Regions from separate parts of the Gossypium hirsutum genome. Here region 2 is linked to region 1. Evidence: chromatin contacts called from public Hi-C data. All regions are on one chromosome and are shown on one strand. The core of a region is the stretch at or near the end of the contact, and the rest is flanking DNA. Distances in the headings are between cores, read along the strand shown.

Evidence for each region. Hi-C and Micro-C count contacts between places; a contact is called where the count stands out from the background.
Region 2: a contact with region 1 is called in a Hi-C map of leaf, with 2.0 times the contacts expected there. The contact joins the promoter of LOC107910300 here to the promoter of LOC107908088 in region 1. A contact is called at or near these places in 2 of 34 Hi-C or Micro-C datasets (callus and leaf).

Annotation. Positions count from the first base shown.
Region 1 is chrD02:24,127,971-24,132,324 of Gossypium_hirsutum_v2.1, forward strand. LOC107908088 (probable serine/threonine-protein kinase PIX13) reads right to left here and starts at 2,767. Exons shown (of 6, transcript XM_041088683.1): 1 at 2,416-2,767; 2 at 1,962-2,329; 3 at 1,049-1,184; 4 at 809-948; 5 at 111-234. The coding sequence starts at 2,470.
Region 2 is chrD02:24,682,341-24,686,502 of Gossypium_hirsutum_v2.1, forward strand. It overlaps LOC107910300 (dolichyl-diphosphooligosaccharide--protein glycosyltransferase subunit 1A), which reads right to left and starts at 2,197. Exons shown (of 10, transcript XM_016838110.2): 1 at 1,953-2,197; 2 at 1,697-1,741; 3 at 953-1,587; 4 at 715-862; 5 at 460-636; 6 at 133-201; 7 at 1-4. The coding sequence starts at 2,048.

The sequences.
Region 1 (4,354 bases), core at 1,517-4,016:
GAAACAAATTACTAATTAGAATTACATGGTATATATTAACCCTTCTCTTTACCCCACCTTTGAATTCATTCTAAATATGCTATATGTGGGCGAAAGATTGGTAAATTTACCTGTGGCAACATATTCAGGAGCAGCATAACCATAAGTGCCCATAACACGTGTGGTGACATGCGAATTGCCATTTATAGGACCCAATTTTGCCAACCCGAAGTCTGAAAGTTTCGCATTGTAGGCCTGAAAAGCGGTCAATCAACTTGTTTAATAGCTAAATTATTAGCACTATCGTAATATGAGAAAGCTAAAGCAAACCCCACCCGCCCCCCAAAACAATGTAATAATATTTTTTTCCCTAATTTTATAAAAAATACAATTATTTTAAGTTTTATCTAATTTTTCATAGCTCTTAAATTTTTCTTAAATTTTTATTATTTGTCTAACTTATTTTAAAATGGATTGAAAAGTTAATAATTATTAATTTTATTGGTGTGGTGACGTATTAGTGTATATTACTTTAACAATTAATAAAATTTTAAATATTAAAGATATTTAAAAATATATTTTTATAATTCTTTTAAAATTTTAAAAAATTAATTAATTTTTAATATGACATCTACATGATAATCCATGTATATGTTACATCAGTAAAGTTTAATAAACATTATTTTTTCATTTATTTTGAAATGATTTAATAAATAATATAAATTTAAAGTATAAAAAACAAAAATTAAATGAATTTTTTTATAAAGTTAAAAAATTAAGTGATTATGTAAAAGAAAGAGAGAGAAAGAGAGAGTGGCTTTAAATTTACCCCATCTAGCAAAATATTGGAGGCTTTAAAGTCCCTGTAGATTACACTCTTCTCTGATGTATGCAAAAAAGCCAAGCCTTGGGCGGCCCCAATGGCTATTTTAAGCCGCGTTTCCCATGTAAGAGGCTCTGCTCCGCCTACTGCATTGAGTTTACATATAAAATAAGCTTTAATCTTCTCGAAAAATAGCATGTTTAATGAATATGATAGATCAATGTGTGTTTTTCCTTAATTACTTACATCTAAAGAGATGGTTTTCCAGGCTTCCCTTTTGCATGTATTCGTAGACAAGGAGGAACTGATTTTCCTCCCAACAGTATCCCAACAGCTTTACCAGATTTGGATGGCAGAACTTGCCCAAGAATTTAACTTCCGCCTGTTCTCACACAATATTATTCCCTAAATCAACTTAATCTCAAAGCATTCATATCATATGCAACCATTCTTGAAAATCATTTCTTTACATAAAAATGCAAATTTCAGTGCATAATTTGATGTAGTTTTACTACTCATTTATCACTAATGTAATAATATGAGGAAAAATTTTATCTATATTATAATAATTAGATGTAAAATAAAAAAAAGTTTCTACAAATTTAAACTTAAAATTAAATAATAAAAAAGTTTCAAAAAAGTTTCAAAACTAAAAATAAGTTATAAGAGTGGACTAAATATTAGTAGTTGAATTGATTTATTGCCGTGTAAAAGAAAAAAAAATACTCCAACTAAACCTAACATTGATAAATAAGTAGACAATGAGAACCTGGGAATACATAAAATATAAATCAATTGTGTTAAACCTGCATGAACATACAGTAATAAAATTCCAACTATCTCATGGAAAATGAGGCCAAATTATAAAAAGCATAGAAAAGTATACATAAAATAACACGCGCCGTATATTTCGGAAAACAAAATAATTCTGCTGGCTGGTGTTTACATTATCAAATACGCCTCTTCATTCAATCATATAATGACTATTCTGATTATACACGAACTTAAGAATAAAATAAATTTATTTTTTTTAAAAGTACTAAAAGTAAAGATAAAAATGAATTTAATAAGAGTCCTAAAATGAAATTAACATGGTTGATAAATGTTTGTAAGAATGAATGGGAAATAAGAAATAAAATAAAATAAAAAAGTAAAATACCTGCCATTCTTGCAAGCCTTGAGAGCTATCGGGATTAGATTTCTTGACGGCAACAGCGATGCCAACTCCGACTTTAGAAGGAGCATAGGTTTTATCATCAACCCAACCTTTAAACACTCTACCGAAACCTCCCTCACCCAGCACCGTATCAGGTCTGAAATTTCTGGTGGCTGCCTTAAGTTCTGCCAAAGTGAATATTTTCAAGGTGGTGCTCACAATCTTTCCACTGGCCGGAACTCCTCCTCCTTCGCCCTCCTTGCTTCTTCCACTGCTTGTTTCGTTCCCTTCACCGCCACCGCTTTCTTTGTTTCCTGTAGGTGGCACCACTCCATGTTGGTTGCTGCTGTCCTTTAGCTTCTTCGTATCTTCTGCATGTGTGTTCAATCATATGAATTGGTTTGGTTGGGGTGGTTGCTGCTGTCGGAAAATCCAAGGCAAGTTTGTTTGTACGTACCTGGGGTGGGTGGCTGGCTATGATGATCAACTTGAGTACCAAAGCAGTTCCCCATATGGTCTGATAACTTGTTTTCTTTTTGCAATTTCGATATCTTTTCTTTGGGATTGAATAGATATAGCAAGTCAAAAGGATTATTGACTTTAAAAGAAAAAAGAAAAGCTTTCTTGAGGTTCGAGGAAGAAGAGAAGAACGAGGGGCGAAGCAACCAAGTAGATGGGATGTGGAGGAGAACGGGATAATGGAGACTTGGTGTTTGTTTGGACTTTTTCCTTGGTTTTATATACTAATCAAATCCTCCTCTTGTTTCTGTCACTTATTTCTCATTTCAACCTCCCATTTTACACTCTTTTCTTCAATTTGCTTACCATTTAATAAAGAATTTATCAACAAGACTTCATCACAATTGGAGTGATAAAAAATTAGTCTTTAATTAATATAAATTTCAGATTTTCGTTTTATCCTTACAAATTTACAAATCAGAATTCCAGCTCAAAAACCAAAACAAAATTTCTAAGCCATAATAATTTATTTTAACATTTTATTTAATTTTTAAATTAATATTACTTATCAAATTATTTTAAAATAGATAGAAAAGTTAATGTCTATTAACTTTGCTTAATTGGCATACACATAGATGTCATCTCAATAATTAATTAATTTTTTAAAAAATCTAAAAATATTATAAAAATTATTAAATTATTTAAAAAGTATGAAAATTCTAAAAAAATATTTTTTAATATTTTTAATTTTAAAAAAGAATCAATTAATTATTATTATAAAATACATGTAGAGTGTCACCCTACATGAATGTCATATTAAGAAAGTTAACCGACGTTAATTTTTTTCATTTACTTTGAGATAATTTGATAAACAACACAATTTTAAAAGAAAAAAATTAAATAAAAAATTAAAAGATTTTTTTTATAAATTGAAGGGAAAATAAATAATTTTAATTTTTAACCAAATTTGAAAACAAAAACATCATGACAGCTAGCAATAGAAAATTAATTAATATAAAAAAAATGAAGGAGGAAGTCAACGGCAATTTCCTCCCGATGGCTTGAGCTTCTTGATGGGCCCTATACTATGCTTCTAAGTGGGCCCTATGCTATGCTTCTAGGTGGGCCCTATCGTTGGCTCATTCAACTCAGATGAATTTCATTTTCATTTCATTACATTGACATGACCTGCATTAAACCTCCGATCTTTTACTTTATTTTGAATGACAATGTATTAGGCGAAAGATAAATAGAATAAGGGTTAGTTTGGATGGGCGGTGCGTTTACCTGCGGTTAGTGTAAAAACAGCAGTGGCGGTGAGATTAAATACTGTAGCAATACTGTAGCGTGCGACAAAAAGTAGGCTAAACGCACCGCACCATACCCAATCGCCTATCCAAACCCACCCTAAATCAAGCGATGAGAATATGTATATTATTTAAATAAAGTTTTTAGTTCGAGTTTTTGAAATAATTTTTAGTATAATTTTTTTTCAAACTGGTTCCATTTTCAATTTAATATAAATTTAATTTAATTTTCAAATATGAAAATATTTTAGAAAAATAAAAAGGAATTTAAAAAGAGTCTCTTTTTTTATATAATTAGTTTCTAACGGCACATTCATTGCATATGATTTTACTCGTTTAATTTTTTAATTAATTTTTAAATAATATCTTATTTTAATTAATTTTTAATTTGTTATTCTAATAATTAAATATAATTTAAATATGCTAATTTATTTAACAATTCACATATAATAATTTTTTTTCAAATACCATATTAAAAATTAATATATCAATAATTTTTTTAATAATATTAAAAAATTAAATCATAATTAAAACATTGTACTATTTTCAAGATACTCTGCACTTTTTACTATTCAATTTCTTAATATTCAATAAACCGACTCTATTAATTTGTAAATAATAAAAAAACTA
Region 2 (4,162 bases), core at 947-3,446, 550 kb after region 1:
TGGTCTGCATACAACCATAAACACATTAGATATAAAAAACCAAAGCCTTCAGACTCAAAGTTCAACACAAATATGACCCTATGTTATACAACATAAGTTCCAATAGAAGAGAAATAATAAGCCTGCTAATACCTCTTGCCACTGCTCCACAGGAAATGGAGCTGCTACAGATATGTCAGTAGAACCCTCAGGCAAAACAACCTGCAACCGAAGTACCAGATCAATAAGAGGATGCTAAGAAAACAACACTCTTATCATTCACCAGACTGCAATTATACCACACAAGTACATATCTTAATCCTAAGCTCATAATAAGACAGCAGCATTAGTGCCCATTTTATTACTTGGTGACATGTTTTAATCATGACAAATAAGTAGTGTAACTATGTCTATTTAGTAAGAGTTGAAATATGTACTTATACAAGTTTTAGGCAAGCTCGGGAAGGAAGTGATACAAACCTTCACAATGAGTGCATCAATAACCAACTCAACCATTGGGCTACTAAAAGTGATATTAAGAAAGCGCTTCCCGTCTGACTCAAACAAAAAGTCCAGAAGCGGCAAGCCATATCCAATGGTAAACGCAGTTCTCCAGCCACCAAACATCGGGTACCTAGGTTCAATCAATAGTTCCGTCTACAAAGACAAATGGTACTTCAATAAGAATAAACTACCAAATGATAGATGCTCTTAAATCCTACTCAGCAATATAACCTTTTTGGAGTCACCCCTCAGATGAGATGTTGATATATTGCCAATTTCATCCCTGTAATAAACAGAATGTGCCCTTGGTGGCAAGTTTGCAACAAGATACCTAAAGGCCGATGCACCACGAACGTTGGGTCTGGCCTGGAAATCAAGCCTGTAGTGTCAAAGTAATAATTCAGAAACAAACTTCCAACCCGGCACGGTGCTCACCATAATCCATAAAAAGGTAAAGATATGAAGTAACCTGGAAAATTCACCCTTGCTCTGGGCACCACCATGTATGAGCTTGTAATGCTCAGTGACTTGCACATTACCCCAATGGGAAATTTCTATCTCTCTCACCAATTCATGAGCAACAGCAAAGGGTAAATTGCTTTCAAAATGAACTGCTATGGGTGAGTACGAGAATGAAGGAATATTCTCATAAGGACCATATTTGATTTCTGAACCATGAATCTTTGTGTTCTCCAGTTTTGTATAGGATTCAATTCTAGAATCAGGCAATTTAACACTTAGAGACTGAACCTTCACAGCATAAGGAGATAGATAGTGTGCACTATCCTGGTATAGTACAAGCTGAATATCAGCCTGAGTGATTTGCTCAGGAATAGGTCGCAAGGCATGGGTAAATACGGCCAAGACATCAAAAGTGAAGCTATCACCCTCAGCTAATCCCTTAGGCAAAGATACTGAATAGAATGTCAAAGCAGCAGGCATGTCTTTTGGGTTGGCAGCCTCAACAGGGAGAACAACAACAGGGTTTTTTCCTTTCCCTTTCCCTTCATGTGGAGTAGCAATCAAATATGCCATATTTTTGGCTTGTTGCTCAGGAAAAGCCAGCAAAACCTTGGACTCCTTTTCGGAACCTGCATTCTCCACCTAAAGGACAATATAACAGCACATTAAAGAATAAAGCCGAAAAGAGATAATAGAGTTGAAAGCATTAGCAATTTGAGAATGAAAAGAAAAGTGAGTGTTACTGAAGCACCTTCATAGTTGAAGAAATCCGAACAATATGTGATGTCAAATATATCTGCAACACATAGGGACGCTTTTAACATAAAAACTTTACAGATACAACTATTGTAGCAGTTCAGATCAACCCAAGAGATGATGTTTCAGATGGATAAAATCTTCAGAAGCAGCCGTGAACCAATCAGAGAAATGAACTCGCAAGGAATACTATCAATAATATTAAACCCTAGAAAGCTGGGAAATTTGAATAGAGAAGGATAAAAACTTACGCGTCGATCGACTTTGGAAAGGACCAGATCGGAAAGTGCGGGTGATGCCAAAATTGCGATTGTAAGCATAAGGAAACAAAACCCGAAACTCTCCATTGTCGGGAAACTGAATCTCTACTGCACTTGACCCCTAGTTGACTCCTTTTGTTTCTGGTTCCTGTAGTGAACGGAGGGCTCTTTTGGTAATCTATTGTTACCTTGTAGGCTAAATTACATTGCTATTCCCTCAATTACTAGTTTCCTTTTTTTTCAAATGAGAAATAATAAAATAGTCATTATATATTTTTTATCACCCATCAATTAAAGATTAATGGAAAAATAACGTATCTGCTTTTAAAACTGACATAGTAATAATTTTAATTTTTAGACATTTATACGTTATGTTAATTTAGAATTTATTTTAAAAAATATAATCATCAATATTTACATATTATGTAATTTAATATTTTTGCATTTTTGTGACTTTCTCACTTGAAAAACTAAAAAAATATTAACTAAATTTGATCAAAAGTATACTAAAAATAGAAATACAAAAAAACCTAATATCATCATTTTTACTTTTTCTCATTCTTTAATTTTGATACTCTAATTCTCTATCGTTAGATTGAATACTAGTAGTTGAGATGACTCAATCATAGTCAGTTCCCTCTTCACAAATTTCATAAAATCCGTACTTGATTCATTTGAAGTCAATTCAACTGAGTTGCTCTTGTTATTGTCATCATTAGCTTTAATGTCTCCAACGAACATAGAGAGTCTTGCTACTCGTTCAATTAACCCACTATATAAAAGAAAATAAAAGTGCTTTTGAATCATCAACTTCCAAAAGTTGAAGTTGCAATAAACTTAATTGAGTCTAGTGAGTGGATAAATTGAAAGGTTTACATAACCATGAGTAAACTTGCATTATCGATAGCCAAAACTGACATCAAGCGATGAATTTCACTAGTAAATATGAGCATTTAGAGTGTTCTCACTTCATCCCTTTGTGGCATTGCCCCTACATTTAACTCAATGGAAAAATGAAGAACAACAACAAGAAACAAAGTTACCTAAAATTTGTAAACTAGCCAATTCAATTCATTGAAAATAAAAAGTACCCATTTCATTAATTCAACCTAATTTGAAGTCTAACAACTTAAAGAAAAAAAAACCTTCGATTTGCTTCATCAATGGCAACCAACTCAAACAAACAAAAAAAGTGAATTAATTGTCATCGAGAGATATCAAGTTCTCAACCATTTAAAGTATAACGAAATCAATGTATTTGAGAATTATCTAATTTAATAAGAATTTAAAAAATATATTTTAATTTTCTCATCATGTATTGAATTATATTTTCATGTAAAACAGGATAAATTTAGGTAATGTGTAAACATTAAGACCTATTTTTTAAAGAATTAAGATTAAATTGATAGAATATAGAAACATTTAGGGTTGAACTTGTTACCATGCCAATTTTAAAAGATGTCATGTCATATTTCCATTAGCCATCTAACAACTAGTGACTAAAAAAGGAAAAATCAAATAGTTGAGTGATCATTTTATAATTTTTCATAGTTGAATGGTAAAAAAATTACTAATAGTTAATGATTACTAGTGTAGTTTACCCAACTTTGTATAGCGGGATTGAAAATTGGACATTTAATGAGCTGAGTTTGAACCATGAAGGTAGGCTTGCATGCCTAGATTGGGTTAATCCAAAAATTTCTTTTTCTTTAAAAATATGCTTTTAAGTCCCTATATTCTTCTTATATTTAAAAATTAGTTTATTTACTTTTATTTTTAGGAATTTAGTCCATTTGTTAGATTTCAAATTTTTAGGTCCAATTGTTAATATTATTAAAATTCTTCTATTAAATTTGTTGGCATGACATTTTGAAATAAAAAAACACTCACTTGGCAGATTGATCAACAACGATCATGGTTCTTATTTAAGTGTTTATTTGTGTTTTTAAATTCAAAGTAGTAATTTATGTTTTTCTATAGTTTTTTTTAACATTTTGATATTTAATAAGGTTACGTGGTCATGCAAGTTGATTTGGGAGCTAAAGATGTAACTTCGGGCTGGAACTGCTGCCAATGTCATGACAATGAAGTATGGAAATTATGACATAAAAAATAAATTAAAAATAGCATCGAGAACGAAGTTGGAGCCAGTATCACGACATCGGGCTACGGGATTCATGACACTAAAGACAAACATGAGG